Linked DNA regions of Mus musculus: all the other regions are linked to region 3. Evidence: chromatin contacts called from public promoter capture Hi-C data. All regions are on one chromosome and are shown on one strand. The core of a region is the stretch at or near the end of the contact, and the rest is flanking DNA. Distances in the headings are between cores, read along the strand shown. Region 1 holds the start of Tor1b (torsin family 1, member B). Region 2 holds the start of Usp20 (ubiquitin specific peptidase 20). Region 3 holds the start of Coq4 (coenzyme Q4). Region 4 holds the start of Asb6 (ankyrin repeat and SOCS box-containing 6).

Region 1 (3,526 bases), core at 40-2,539, 1.2 Mb after region 3:
ACTTGGGAGGCAGAGGCAGGCGGATTTCTGAGTTCGAGGCCAGCCTGGTCTACAGAGTGAGTTCAAGGACAGCCAGGGCTCCGCAGAGAAACCCTGTCCCAAAAACAAAACAAAACAAAACACCCAAACAAACAAACAAACAAAAAGGAAAAAAGCCTGTGGCTTCAAATTCTATATCAAGTTGATATAATGAAGGCGTGTGGAGGAGTAATCACACATTTCAGACGGGCTGTTTACAAACTCTACTCTTTACATAAACCACACCACTGCTTGTTTTCTGCATGACCAACTTCGTCGGTTTTTGATTAATACCTCTAATCTTCAGCATAGGCAAAGGCTTTCCCTGCCCCACAGTACCTGGACTTTGATGACTCAGTAGTCCTTGTCCCCTTGCTTGCCTCCCCTACAGCCTGTGTGTCCTGAAAGGCAGGACCAACTCTACTCCATGGATGAATTCCCAGCGGGCAACCTGGGGCCCACTGTGTGGTATGCGCATAGACAAATGTCTGTCTCCCTTGTGAATCCCCCACAGGTGTCCCTATGTGCGTTACATCCCTAGTGCTCAGCCCTGTCTCTCTCACAACAAGCACACATTATTGTTGCTATTATTATTATTATTATTTTATTTATTTATGTATTATCTTATATGTATGTGCACGCCTGAGCTTCTGTACAGCACCGTATACGTGGAGGTGCCCACAAAGCTCGGAGGAAAAGTTCTGGAGGTACAGGCAATCATAAGCCACCAGATGTGGATGCTGGGAGCCCAATCTGGGCTTTTGATTTTTATGTGTGCATAATTTTCCAATAATTTTATTATGTTGTGTGTATGATTGTTTTGCTTGCGTGTATGTCTGTGTCCCGTGTGTGTGTGTGCAGTGCTTACAGAGGCCAAAAGAGAGTGGCAGAACCCCTGGAACTGGTTAGAGACCGTCACAAAACAGGAATGTGGGTGCTTGGAAGTGAACCCAGGTCCTCAGGAAGAGCTAGTCAGTGCCCCTAACAACTGATCCATCTCTGCGTTCTCTCCCTCTCTCCGTCTCCTGTGTGTGTGTGTGTGTGTGTGTGTGTGTGTTTGTATAACAAACCAACCAACAAACAAACAGGACCTCTAAAAGATAGGAATGAAATTCCTTTAATGGTCTCTAGAGGGTTTCCTGACACTCACAACGTTGGTGACAATAATCTCCCCGCCCCTTTCCAACAAGGCGGCTTTCTAGCTAAGCGGAAGTGACAGCGCCGTACCGGAAGTTCAGTCCCTGGGACTGAATCCTGCGCTCGGAGCGCAGCCGCACGGTGCTTCCCTGCGTGCGATGAGACGAATCGGAGCGTTTGGGGGCTCCACGGCCCTGTGGGCGCTGCTGGCCGCCCACGTGGCGGGGGCGTTCGAGCCCGTAAGCGTGGGCATCGCCATCGGGGCCGTGTCGGCGCTCACCGGCTACCTGTCCTATACCGATTTCTACTGCCGCTTCACCGAGTGCTGCCATGAGGAACGGCCCCTCAACACGTCGGGTATGTGCCCGCGGGCCGGTCGGGGCGGGCGGGAGGGCACTGGGAGCTTGGCTCCCGCTCCTGCTGGATGCGGCGCCGCGGGAGACACACACGGCCGGGACCTCGCCACACCTTTGCAGGCCTTGCAATGACCACCTGGAGAACTGAACGCAACGGGGCCAGCTGGTGCGCCCCGCCAGGGGGTGCCAGGCGTGGAGCTCCATCCAGAAAGCCCGCCTGTTGCTCTTGCTGTTTGTTTGTTTTTTTTTCGAGCCATCAGGGGTGGCGGGAAAGCTAGCCCGGAGCACAGCCGCCAAATGGTTCTTCCCTGGATGAAAGAATCTGTGTAGCTTGTTTGACATTTAGATGTTAAGGAGAACTGGCACTTAAGGATCTGACTGTAGGTCCTTATGATTCTGGCTCTGATCTGTGAGATCTCTGCATTTTTCATCCCTTCTGGCCCTGCTGGATCAGTCGCTAACTGTGCCTCTGACTCAGGTACTTTTTTAACCTGTGTTTTTCTCTTTGTTCCGGTGCGGGCCTCCGCAGCCCTCAAGCTGGACTTGGAAGAGAAGCTGTTTGGACAGCACCTTGCCACCGAAGTGATTCTCAAGGCATTGACTGGCTTCAGGAACAACAAAAATTCCAAGAAACCATTGACTCTGTCCTTGCACGGCTGGGCTGGCACGGGCAAGAATTTTATCAGCCAGATTGTGGCTGAAAACCTTTATCCAAAAGGCCTGAAGAGTAACTTTGTCCACCTGTTCGTCTCTACTTTGCACTTCCCTCATGAGCAGAAGATAAAGGTGTACCAGGCAAGAAAACCTACCGATTTTTGATCATATGCCTGGGGTACTTTACTCAGTAGCTCTGGCCTCTGCTTTTCTTTCTCTGCCTTGAAGTGCTCCATCTGGCCTCTGCTTTGCTTTCTGCTATTTATTTGACTGAGTTTTACTGTGTAGGTCTGGCAGGCCTGGAACTCACAGAGATCTACCTACCTCTGCCCTCCAAAGGCTGGGATTAAATGCCTAGCCTCTCTTTATTTATACTTTCTGAGACAGTGCCTCATCGTGTAGTCCAGGCTGGCTTTGGTGTTAGGGATCCAGCTTTCTGAGGGCTGAGATCAACAGGCATCTATCAATTTGCCCAGTTTATGGCATGTGGGAGAGAGGGTGGTTTTAGACAGGGTCTAATGTAGCCCAGGTTGGCTTCAAACTCACTATAAATAGCAGAGGCTGGCTTTGAACTTCTGATCCTCCTACCTTCAACTTCCAAGTGCTGGGATTATAGGTGTGTCCCATCTTCTTTGTTTCTAAAATTGCTATTCCAAAATAATCCAGTGAGGTAGGGGATGCTATGATCATTTAAAGATGGAGCCAACTAGTGTAGGGGTGAGGTGGGGTGGGGTATCATTCCTGGGATAGGGGGAGGGAGGAGGGGACTGAAATCAGAGAAAGTGGACAAGAGAGGCAAGGTGACTTGTCCCTCACAACCTGAACTCCTCACCTCCTGTCTCCAGGCCTCTGCCTTAGGCACTCATAAAGGGATTTCCATTCCCAGCAGGGCACAGGGTGTTAGGTAGGGCGGCCTTAGATAGTTTGCTTGGGCATGGCCACATCTAAAACTTGCCACCTCTGTCTGCTGCCCGTGTGAGTCGGAAGCAAAGCTCCAGCCTGGTTTTCCTTGTGAGATCTCTGCATTTTTCATCCCTTGAATCTGATGTAAATGACTATCTTGCTTATTGGTGTTTGACCCCCTGCTGGACGGAGCTAGCAAACAGAAACCCCATCGAAGGAGGAAAGGAAACTGTTGTCAGCCAGGGAGGAGTGCCAGAAGGAAGGGTTTATTTGAAGGTGCTGAGGAAGTGCTGTGCCACCAAGCTACCCGTCGCCACCATGAAGTTATGTTCATGTTTTCCAGATTTTATTATAGATCTCTTGAAGTACAGTATTTGCAGTGGGAAGTCTGTAGTTGTGGCCTTTCCCACTTAGGGGATGAGAAGTTGTTGCTTGGGTGTTTCAATAAAGCAAGGGTG
Region 2 (3,682 bases), core at 33-2,532, 1.2 Mb after region 3:
GTCAGAGGCTCACAGTAATATGATGATTTAACTCTTTAAAAGCATGGGATAAACTAAAAAAGAAATAGGTGGGAAATAAATGGAAATATTATTATAAATGCTGTCTCTCTACCTCAAGTTTTTTTCTTTTTCTTTATTCTTCTTATGAAGCCTAGGTTGCCCTCAAACTCCCTGTGATAGGATTGCACCAAACCAGGCTATTGTTTATTTATTATACTTTTTAACCTAAGTTTCCCAAATTCTTATCTCTTAACACGTTGTCAATCACAATTCATCAGTCCAGCTAAAATTTACAGTTAGTGACTTGGAGCAGACCCATAGACCATCAGGTTCAGGGCATGTGACAAACATTTATAAAGAACCTTAGTTCCCTCTATGATCAGTAGAACTGTATGTCAAAGGAGGGATTTGTGACTGCGACCCTAGCTGGAAATTTTTGTTTTAGCTGGAAATCAATGACGCCGCGACCACCCCCGTGGTACCCACCTCACCCCATTTGGCCTCTTCCGCAAGTTCTGCACCTCTCGGGTTTCTTCCAGTTTTAGCCTGGGGGAAAAAAAGGAATAAAAAGTGACGCACAGGTTGAGACCTGCGGAACTCAAAAGCCAAACTCCGTTCTAAGGACATGTCCCTTTGCCGAGTCCCTGATCCAGTGGTCATCGGCAGTCAGACCCATGCGACCCCGGGGCACCTCTCCCAGCCGCGATGTGGCCTTATCCCTAGGAGCCTCTGCGTGGCGCTGGCCGGTATCCAGTCCCAAGCCTGTCTCAGCAACACGTACCGAACCTCCTCTGATTCTTGTTCATCCTCCTCCGACTCCGAGTCAGCCCGGCGCCGGCGGAATGTTTTCCCAGTAATCCGCATAGCGGAACCAGACCCTTGGCGCTGCGTTACCAGACGCGTAGTCCAGGGAACCTCTCTCTTCCGGCGCGCAGAAGTGTCGTCAGAGCGTCGGCTGCACTCAGACCCGCCTCCGCCTTGCCAGGCCACACCCCAAGCCCGTAGGGCCCCGCCTCAGCAGGGCAGGCAACCACTCCGAACTCCGAAAAGCAAGGGCAGGTATTGCCGCGTGGCCACACCCTCGACCACGCCCATCGAGTAACCATGCTCACCGCTCAACAGGACGGCCTTCGAACCACACGGTGAAACCCCAGCAGCACGGCCACTCCCCCGACTCCCGGCATGCTTGGGCACTCACCACTCGCACGGCCACGCCTCCGGCGTGCCCGGTACCGCCCTCTAGTAGGCTGTGACCTGTGACACCGCCCCCGCTCCTGGCATAGGCTCTCCCGATTGGACGTCTGACGGTGAGGAGGCGGGGCGTGGCAGGCAGAGCCACAAGACTCTAGGCAGCGCCGCGGTGGGCTAGCTTGACTGACAGGCGGCGCGGTTGCGACGGCAGGTGAGTTTCTGACGGCTGCTGCCTGCTGCCGGGGGCTGGGCCGCTAGAGCGGGGATCATCGTCCAGCCGCTGGGAGCAGGGGAGGCCTGGCTTTGCGGGGCGGCCAGGACCTGGTAAGAGGTCCCCGCCGCCTATCATCCCATCACCGACTCCCGTGCCCGCCCCGAACCCCCACGGCTCTGGCTTTTGAGCAGGCCGCACGTCGCTTGGAAGGCCAGCAGGAGGCCACTCGGGCTCCAGGGCTCGGACGTGCACATTTATTCCTCACTCACAAAAGCTGATCACCTTGCCGGGGGTGAATATCAGTCCCGGTGCTGACTGTCCATACCAGGTTGGCCTGCAGCCATTCGTCCCTAGGAGAGGTACCACTGACGTTCAGAGGCCAGGGACTGCTCTTTGAGAGCTTGGGAGGACTCGTTTGGCCTGGAGGACTGTCGCTCTGCCATAAGCACCTTACACCCCCGAGATGTTGCGACGGTAGTTAGTTTTTAAAGGTGTCTATAAACACTTATAAGATGGATAAGTGCATGCGTAATAGCTCACATGGGACTTTTAGGGACTCCTTAATTACTAGTTTCCTCTGGAGCACAGCGCTTCTTACTCGACACTTAACTGTGGCAGGCACTGGGGTAAGCAGTCTCTTCTAGAAGCCTTCCATCAAATCCCACGAAGTAGATGCAGTTGGGTCTCTCTTTCAAAAAACGAGGCTACCGAGGCGTAAGAGAAGTAACCCGTACTTCAAGTTCTGCAGCTGGGAGGTGAGGCTGGGTTGGGGACAGAGCTTTCACAGCTGCAGGGTGTGCTTCAGGGACAGCGGGCCTCTGTGGGTCTTCCCTGCTGCTGCTGCAGCTGGTGTGCCAGCTTATGGGCTGGGGGAGGGGCTGATGGACACTTTTTCCAGAAGACTATTCTGAAGCAGGGAGGGCATGTCTGCCATGCCTTGGCTTTTTTCCAGAACATTTTTTTTTCTGAAGTTGTCATATTCCCCTTAGACTGGGACAAAGAGAAAACTCGGGATGTCTTGAAACAGCCTTTTAGCTTTGATCAAAGAGGCATTAAGTATCAAAAGTCTTGACCCCACTGGAGATTAGATCAACCATCTTCAGATGTCGATGGCAGTCATTGGACACCATGTCTCTGTTGGCTGAAAAAGAGGCACCTTGGGAACTGCTGCATGAATCCAGGGACTTGGGTGTACAATTCTCACAGGCTCAGAGGTGGCTCTTAATTTCCCTGCCTAACCATGCCTTACCCCTTAACCTCTAGGGTACTGGGCCTCTCTGGTGCCTCCAAGGAAAGTCACAAGGTCAAGAGCATTTTGAGACATTCCTCATTTGAAGATACAGAGAGGGACATCTGATACAAACAAGTTGTCCCTTGTTTGTATCTGCATTCCCATCCTTGAAGCCAGAATGCCAGGTGATACCAACTCCCTGGGCTCTGGCAGACGGAGTTGATTCTCGTTTGACACAAGTGCCGCTTGGAGTGTGGCAGCTGGAAATTTGACCTAGGTGCTGGATACAGAGACTGCAGTCGCTCTGAGTAGTGTTTTTGGAAGTAAAAGTGCTCTGGAAAGGAGCCTCCAGGAAAGTGAGGGGTCTCAGATATTAGTCTGGCATGACAGGTGGGATGGGTGCTGACTTTCTGCGGAGCTGGATGGATGCTTAAGGAGCAGTCACATCTGGGATGGCCTCGTCATGGTAAGCATTCCAAAGTGCTTATTTGAGTTGGGTAACGATGGCACGTGCAGAGGCAGGCAGATCTCTGTGAGTCCCAGGACAGCTAAGGCTACCCAGAGAGACCCTGTCTCCAGAAACCAAATAAAAATAAATAAATAAGAAAAAAGGAGAAGCCTGGCAGTGGTGCGCACACCTTTAATTCCAGCACTTGGGAGGCAGAGACAGTCGGGATTTCTGAGTTTGGGGTCAGCCTGGTCTACAGTGAGCTCCAGGACAGCCAGGGCTACACAGAGAAACCCTGTCTCCAAAATCCAAAAAGAAGAAGGAGGAGGAGGAGGAGGAAGAGGAGGAGAAGGAGAAAAAGAAGAAGAGGAGGAGGAGAAGGAAGAAGAAGAAGAAGAAGAAGAAGAAGAAGAAGAAGAAGAAGAAGAAGAAGAAGAAGAAGAAGAAGAAGAAGAAGAAATAGTAGTAGTAGTAGTAGTTCAGGGACCTGGGCCACAGTCTACGAGGGGACTCTTCAGAGTCAATGGAAAGGAAAGTACATTATAGGTTTGGGACTCTTTCCAGGCTAGCACGATTTTTTTTTCCTTAAAAAACAAAA
Region 3 (3,240 bases), core at 378-2,877:
TCCCTAGAGAGTCCTAGAATAGCTAAGAGTCAGCAAAGTGTAGTTCACAAGTCAAATCATCAAGTCTACTTTGTTTTGAGACTGGGTCTCACTGTGTTGCCCAGGTTGGCCAGGGACTCCTAAATTTAAATGATCCTTTCAGTCTCCCATAGAAGACAAAGGCTGCTGGACACCGGTGTTTATAACTGCTCTCAAAATAGCTGTTTTGTACTCCAGCCTTTTTTTTTTTTTTTTCCTTCGAGACAGGGTTTCTCTGTATAGCCCTGGCTGTCCTGGAACTCACTTTGTAGACCAGACTGGCCTCAAACTCAGAAATCCGCCTGCCTCTGCCTCCCAAGAGCTGGGATTAAAGGCGTGCACCACAACCATGTGGCTGCACTCCAGTCTTGACTAAAATACAAGAAGGTTCTCTCCTTTCCTACAGTCTAGAGATGCTTTGCATTACAATAGCAAAGAGGAGCAGAGCCAAGGAAAACACAAGGCTGTAGGCAGAAGCTGTTTAAAATCTTCCCTCTCTAGGGAAGTTTGCCAAACCCTGGGCTAGAAATCTAACTCAGGCCAGGGATTTCCTCTAACATCACGGCCAGGGTCCTGTCTGACTCTGCCTTACCAAGTCTGTGGGTGGTGAGGGAGGGTACATTGGTGGCTCTGAGAGTCAACTTCTTCTCTTCACTGCCTTCCACAGGGCCTAGCAAGAAGCGAACACGCTGATCAGGAGCAGGAGGCTGCTGGGCATTGAGACCTAAGCACAAAAGAACACAGTCAGTACTTTTCCAACCCGCAAGAGAAGGGGTAGAGAGATGGTAGCATAGAAGATGGATTTGTGTATCGTAGAAAACGTACTATGACTCCTTCAGAAGCCAGGTATCATTAATTCCAGCACTGGGGAGGCAAGAGGCGGGCCTATCTCTGAATTCAAGGCCTGACTGATCTACAGAGTTATTTCCAGGGCAGCCAGGGGTATACAGAGAAACCATTCTCTAAAAAGTGAAGAACAAACAAACAAAACAAAAATCCTAGGTTGGAAGTGTAGCTCAATTCATGGAGTGTTTGCACAATACGCAAGACGCCCCGGGTTCCATCCCCAGCACCCTAATGGGAGGTGGTACTACACAGATGTAGTCTAAGACCTTGGGTAGTGAAGGCAGGACAGTCAAAAGTTCAAGGTTATCTTCATCTTACATAGCAAATTTGAGGCTACATGACAGTTTTTAAGAAAATAAAAGAAAGGAAAAAAAGGCAAAGAAAAAAATTGGTGTTTGAGGGTCGGGGTGGTGGTCACGCTTGTGATCCCAGCATCTGGCAGGTGGAGTCAGGAGAGTCAGAATTCTCAGTGCCTCACTGATTTCAAGGTCGGATTAATTAGAAAAGACCCTGTCTCAAAAGGCAAAAAAAAAAAAAAAAAAAAAAAAAGTTCAAATTCTAACTCTGTAACAGAAACCGCGAAAAAAAACCCAACACTATAGAATGAATTTCTCTAAAGGAAAATAGCGGAGAGTGGGTAGTAACGAAATGTGTACAAGAGAAAAAAAACAAACAAACAAGAAACAGCTACAACCCGGCAAACGAACCACGTGACCTCACTCCACATCAGAAAGAACTAAAGCAAAACCGTGGGTCCGCGTCGGAGTTCTCACCTTTAAGCAGTTGCAACTCCACGGTCTCACGCAAGTGCAGCCACTTCAGCCCCGGAGGTTTATAGACAGCGAAGAGCCCCTGCAGCCGAGCTAGGCCAGAAGAACCCATGGCTGGAACTCAGCGGTTCAACATCATCCAGAAGCGGGGATGCGGGCGGAAGTGCTGCGTGGTCCTTTCCCAAATGTGGTCCCTACTGTAGGTAGCCGCCTTGTTTCCTTGGCAGGAAGAGGTTCTTTTCTTATTGCCCTCCGGGGGGGAAATAAGAGATGGAGAAGAAAATAGGGCCGGATATCGAGCAACCGAATTCTCGGTTATGTTATTTTTGAATTCTTTTCAGGAGTTTTTTGTTTGTTTGTTTCTCATATATCCCAGGCTGCCCTCAAACTTGCTAAGTTGCCGAGAATTCATTACTTTTCTGTCTCCACTTTTCCAAGATCTGGAGTGACGAGTAATTCACATCAGGCTTGGTTTTTGAGACAAGGTCTCTAGTACTGCCTTCGTACTTAAGAAATAGCCAAGAAGGATCTCGAACTGATCCTACGGCCTCCAGGTTTCAAATGCTGGGTTGACAGGCCTACGTTATAAATAACGCCTGGCTCACAGCAGTTGTTTTACTTCAGTGGCAAACAGATCTTGTGGCTTTCCTTCTCATGCTCCTGTCCATATTACAACATCTCCGATCAAAAAGCCACAGTGAGTGCAGTGTCCCAGGAGTCTTTTGACTTCTCGGGCCTCCGTAGTACCTGCGGAGCCCCGCCTAACCACGCGGACGTCCGCTGCCATGGCGACCCTGCTGCTGCTTCGCTCCCTGCGCCTCCACCGCAGTCTTCGGCCCCGTACGCGGCCAGCTGTAGGTGAGCAGCTCTGATTCCAGTGTCCGCGGCGACCAGAGGGACCGGACTCCTCTCACCTTTACCTCTTTTCTGCTCGCAGATGTACCCCTCAGGGCCGGGAGCCATGGCGCCCGCCTGCTGTACCCGGACCACATCCCAACCACCCCGCTGCAAAAGATGCTGCTGGCTGCGGGCGCGGCGGGAATGGCTCTCTACAACCCCTATCGCCACGGTAAGACGGTTTACTCTTCGGTCTCGAAAGCTGGGACCGGTGAAGACTTGGTTTGTGGGCATCCAAACCTGGCTGCGCCTATCATATTTCCCAGGATCGTTTATGATAATCAGGTGCCTGATTCTAGCTAGAACTGTTTTGGGTCTTCTGGGCACAGGGAGGAGAGGAAGAAAGAAACGTGAAGTCTACAAGTCTGCCTTTTTGTAATTCTTGGAAGAGTGTCACCCTAGCATATTAATCTCTGGGCTGAATGACCAGGTACACACCAAATTACAGCATTCTCACTGGGTAGTAAGTAAACTTGGTAAGGGCCATGATCTTCAGGATTTTCTTTGCTGAAACAGTTCAAGATCAGCTTCTTTTTGTTTGTTTGGCTTTGGTTTTTTCAAGACAGGGTTTCTCTGTGTAGCCCTGGCTGTCCTGGAACTCATTCTGTAAACCAGGCTGACCTCGAACTCAGAAATCCGCCTGCCTCTGCCTCCCAAGTGCTGGGATTAAAGGCATGCGCCACCACTGCCTGGCAAGATCAGCTTCTTT
Region 4 (3,492 bases), core at 562-3,061, 1.0 Mb after region 3:
TGTGTGGGGGTCAGCACTGACCCCCACAAGCTCATAGGCAGCCCTACCTGTCTCCTACCTCCTAGGGGTGACAGCCAATGGCAGGACAGGTGGCTGGCCCTTCATCATTCCTGATGCGTAAAGAACCTATGCAGCCTGCTGTAACAGATGCCCAGTGTGGCTTATCTTCCCACCTCTAGGGCCAGAGCAAAACCTGCAGGACAGCTCAGAGCAGAGAAATCACCTGCCCTTAGCTCTGGGCATTGCCAGTGTATTCTCTACATGGTAGAAGGATTGATCTGGAAGATGTGGGAGTAGAGGCGCTAAGAGCCCCCAGAAAGACACCCACAGGAAAAGAACAAGGGAAGTCACCCCAAAGACCGGAGGAAAAGCAGTGGCTGGGCCTGGCTGCCTAGTCCTCCTCACCCCACCCCCATCCTCAGGATGCTGCTGACCTTCGAAATTGAGGTTGGCCCCACTCTGCAGAAGGACAGCAGCTGCCCGGGTCAGGCCCAGCTCAGCCATCTTCAGCAACGCATTGCTCACGCCTTCCTGGTAGAATGGAGAGTGAGCCTTCTGCTCCAGCAGCTCCGTGAGGACCAGGATCCGGCTCTCCTCGCTGGAAGCAGAACTGTGCACCAAGAGGCAGAACAGAGAAAGTGGGAACTCACGGGGGCCAGTGGCCCTAGCCTGTGTGCCCTTTCACAAGCATCCACACAAGCTGCGCATGCTCTGTGGGGCACAACTCTTTCTTGGTCAAAAGCATTAAGTGATTTCAAAGCCATCCTTCAGCATGCTGTCAAAGTGCTGGCTCTGCCCCATCTTCTCTCACACCACCTTGAGGGTAGCCCTAAAGCTCTCACCCTTCCTAGACAAAACTACCTACTAAGTGCATCTTGGGCCTGGACGCTGTTCCATATGTTACCCCAGCTCTGACAACGGCCCAAACACCACCTTCAGAGTCACCTGGCCACGACGCGCCTTACTTGCTCTTCGCCCTAATCTCACCCACCAGACCTCTTGCAACAGGTGGGCCCTAAGATCTGACCAACGCCCGGACACAAAACGCTTATCTGGGGCAGCCCTCCTAAATATGCTGGGCTCCGCCAAAGGAGGGCAGTAGCGCCTTGTTGTGCAGCCCTGCGGCCCCGCCTCCGAGTTCTTAAAAACGCCTGGCACTGCATTTACAGAGTAGGCCGCAGAGGAAAGGGCTGATGTGGTTTAGAAAAGACATCCTTGGTGAGACTGCTAGCTCCTCTGCCCCACCCTACTCTGCATCTCAGACCGCGATGCCGGTCTGGGTGCTCGCTTGTCTCTGTAGCACAAGCACTCCGAAGGCGTAGCGCTCCGAGTACCCAAGGAGGTCTGCACAGGGCACACGGACCACACCGGCTTGCTTCCCCAGAGGCTCTCGGAGAGGCCTGCTGTCTGCCGAAAGTCCGGTCGGCCCCAGCCAGGACGTCTCCAGCATCCATGCACAGGCAGCAGAGGCCCGGGTCTTCTGCCCTACAAGACACTCCGAGCCCGCCTCAGGCTGGAGCTCGAGCTCGCGGCCACGCAGCTCCCACTCCCGCTGCGACAACCACAGAGGACCGCAGCGACTTACTCATCCAGGGGCTCCTGCCGCTCCAGATCCTGGATGCCCAGGGCGCCAAGGATGGCGTCCACTAGGGGCTGGTACTCAAAGATGATCCTGCGGAAGCCGTGCAAGAACGGCATGGCGTCGGCCGCGTGTTCCGACACCCACAGGCCACCACCTCCCGATCTACCGGTTCAGACCCCGCGCCGGTGAGCAATCCTCCCAGGCCCCAGTTCCGCACCGGAAGTTATCCTACCACTCCTACTTCCGGTCCGTGCGGGCCTTTGAGGGAGCATGTGAGTCACACTGCCCCCTGCCGCCGGGGAGGACCTCGCGGCGATCATCACTGTCCGGCTCCGCCCCGCACTGAAATTCCCCGCGAGGCCGCTGAAGGGCGTCTGAGCTCCGACGGGGCATGCGGCCCCGCTACTGACTGGCTCCAATCCGAGGTGACACAGGCCCTATTCGGAGCCTGAACACTACTTTCTGCAGCCTACTTGACTTTGGCCACTCTCTAAGGAAAGGCTGCAACCACCTCAGTTTCTCCACTGTGTAGACCAAGTGGCGTAATGAGGATCTTGCACCCCAACTCTTCCCCACAGACGCTGGGGGCAGTTCCTTATTCTCTGTCCCTTGACGCCTAGCCAAACAGGCTGCCCACTTTTCCCACTTTTCACTGGAGGGACTCTGTGAACCTTCATGTCCTGATCTGGAAAATTGGCATAATATCACTTGCCTAGACCCTGAGCAGGAGGAAGCTTTGACATAGCAGAAAGGACTGTACCAGGTAGCGTCCCCCTACGCAAATTTGAGTGGCTGCAACTTTGAGTCCTGCGGCAAGGCCCTGATGACTCTAAAAAGGTCAGTTATGGGGAGGTGTCAATGGTCCTGAGGCTGCACCATCATAGGTGTAGCTCCAATCCCTTATGGGGGCTTGTGTTCTCTCTGCTTGGCACCTGCCATCTGCCATAGAGTTACTGGCTTGGAACAAAATTTCTTCTTTGTTTTAACCAAGAGCCTTCCTGCCTCCACTTCTCAAGTGTTGGGATGCTAGGCTTGGTTCCAGGATAGCCCAGGACACCAAACCCAGTGGCCAAGGATCTTACACAGAATGGGTACACAGCTCCTCTCATGACCTATTTCAGCTCTATGGGACTCTGCACCCAACAGAGTAAACACCAGGTTGGTCATTGTTTATTGGGTTGTTAAGGGAATAATGGGGAAAAAATCTGTACAGGGGCTGGAGAGATGGCTCAGCAATTAGGAATACTGGCTGCTCTTGCAAAGGACCTAGGTTCTGTTCTTAGCCTGCCAGGACTACATAGTGAGGCTCTATCTCCAAGAGGGGGGAGGAGTCGGGTGGAGGGTGGCAGGTTACTGGAGAGATCTTGATCAGCCCAGGTTCAGCTCCCAACACCCTCATAGTGGCTCACAGCCACCCATAACTCTAGGCCAAGGGGATCTGGTGCCCTCTTCTGGACGCTGTGGGCACAGGCACAAAAGTGATGCACATATGGCCATGCAAGCAAAACATCCCTATTCATGGGGAAAAAAAAAAAAAAGTTCCCCTTTGGGCCTGGGAGTTGGCTCACCGAGCAGAATGCCTCGAGTTCCATACCCAGCACCATGAAGACTGGACATCGTGGCTTCCTGCTTTGGGTCTGTGCCTTTGTCCAGGTCACTTCTCCTTTCCTCAGTGGCTCCAGCACTTGGCTTTGGAGGCTGCCCTGATCCAGAATAGCAGTAGTTTAGCCTCCTGACATCTACAAGACCCTTCTTCCAAATAAGGTCACTTTGAAGGTCCCCAGACTAGAGCTTCAGTGGAACTCAGAGGGCAGAATACAAACCCCATGCAACAGGTGAATCTAGGTGTGGTCCTTCTGGCCTTGGCCTCACCATCTTCCCCTAGCCTAGCCTTTAATGGCTGATCCGTC

Evidence for each region. Promoter capture Hi-C pulls out the DNA fragments that hold promoters and counts their contacts. Capture Hi-C pulls out chosen DNA fragments and counts their contacts.
Region 1: a promoter capture Hi-C map of liver shows a contact between it and region 3, with 2.7 times the contacts expected there. The contact joins the promoter of Tor1b here to the promoter of Coq4 in region 3. A contact is called at or near these places in 5 of 39 promoter capture datasets (hippocampal neurons, liver, neutrophils and 1 more) and 1 of 9 other capture datasets (liver).
Region 2: a contact with region 3 is called in a promoter capture Hi-C map of erythroid cells, with 6 times the contacts expected there. The contact joins the promoter of Usp20 here to the promoter of Coq4 in region 3. A contact is called at or near these places in 1 of 39 promoter capture datasets (erythroid cells) and 1 of 9 other capture datasets (liver).
Region 4: a promoter capture Hi-C map of liver shows a contact between it and region 3, with 2.4 times the contacts expected there. The contact joins the promoter of Asb6 here to the promoter of Coq4 in region 3. A contact is called at or near these places in 1 of 39 promoter capture datasets (pre-B cells), 1 of 484 Hi-C or Micro-C datasets (CD4 T cells), 1 of 115 datasets of contacts at active chromatin or transcription factors (large pre-B cells) and 2 of 9 other capture datasets (adipose tissue and liver).

Annotation. Positions count from the first base shown.
Region 1 is chr2:30,951,712-30,955,237 of GRCm38.p6, forward strand. Tor1b (torsin family 1, member B) reads left to right here and starts at 1,290. Exons shown (of 5, transcript NM_133673.3): 1 at 1,290-1,512; 2 at 2,041-2,306. The coding sequence starts at 1,314.
Region 2 is chr2:30,980,997-30,984,678 of GRCm38.p6, forward strand. It overlaps Usp20 (ubiquitin specific peptidase 20), which reads left to right and starts at 1,283. Exons shown (of 25, transcript NM_028846.5): 1 at 1,283-1,402. BC005624 (cDNA sequence BC005624) reads right to left here and starts at 945. Exons shown (of 9, transcript NM_144885.2): 1 at 782-945; 2 at 487-546. The coding sequence starts at 864.
Region 3 is chr2:29,785,866-29,789,105 of GRCm38.p6, forward strand. It overlaps Coq4 (coenzyme Q4), which reads left to right and starts at 1,628. Exons shown (of 7, transcript NM_178693.5): 1 at 1,628-2,492; 2 at 2,572-2,703. The coding sequence starts at 2,420. Trub2 (TruB pseudouridine (psi) synthase family member 2) reads right to left here and starts at 1,806. Exons shown (of 8, transcript NM_145520.5): 1 at 1,638-1,806; 2 at 611-742. The coding sequence starts at 1,746.
Region 4 is chr2:30,826,489-30,829,980 of GRCm38.p6, forward strand. It overlaps Asb6 (ankyrin repeat and SOCS box-containing 6), which reads right to left and starts at 1,812. Exons shown (of 6, transcript NM_133346.2): 1 at 1,586-1,812; 2 at 435-610. The coding sequence starts at 1,698.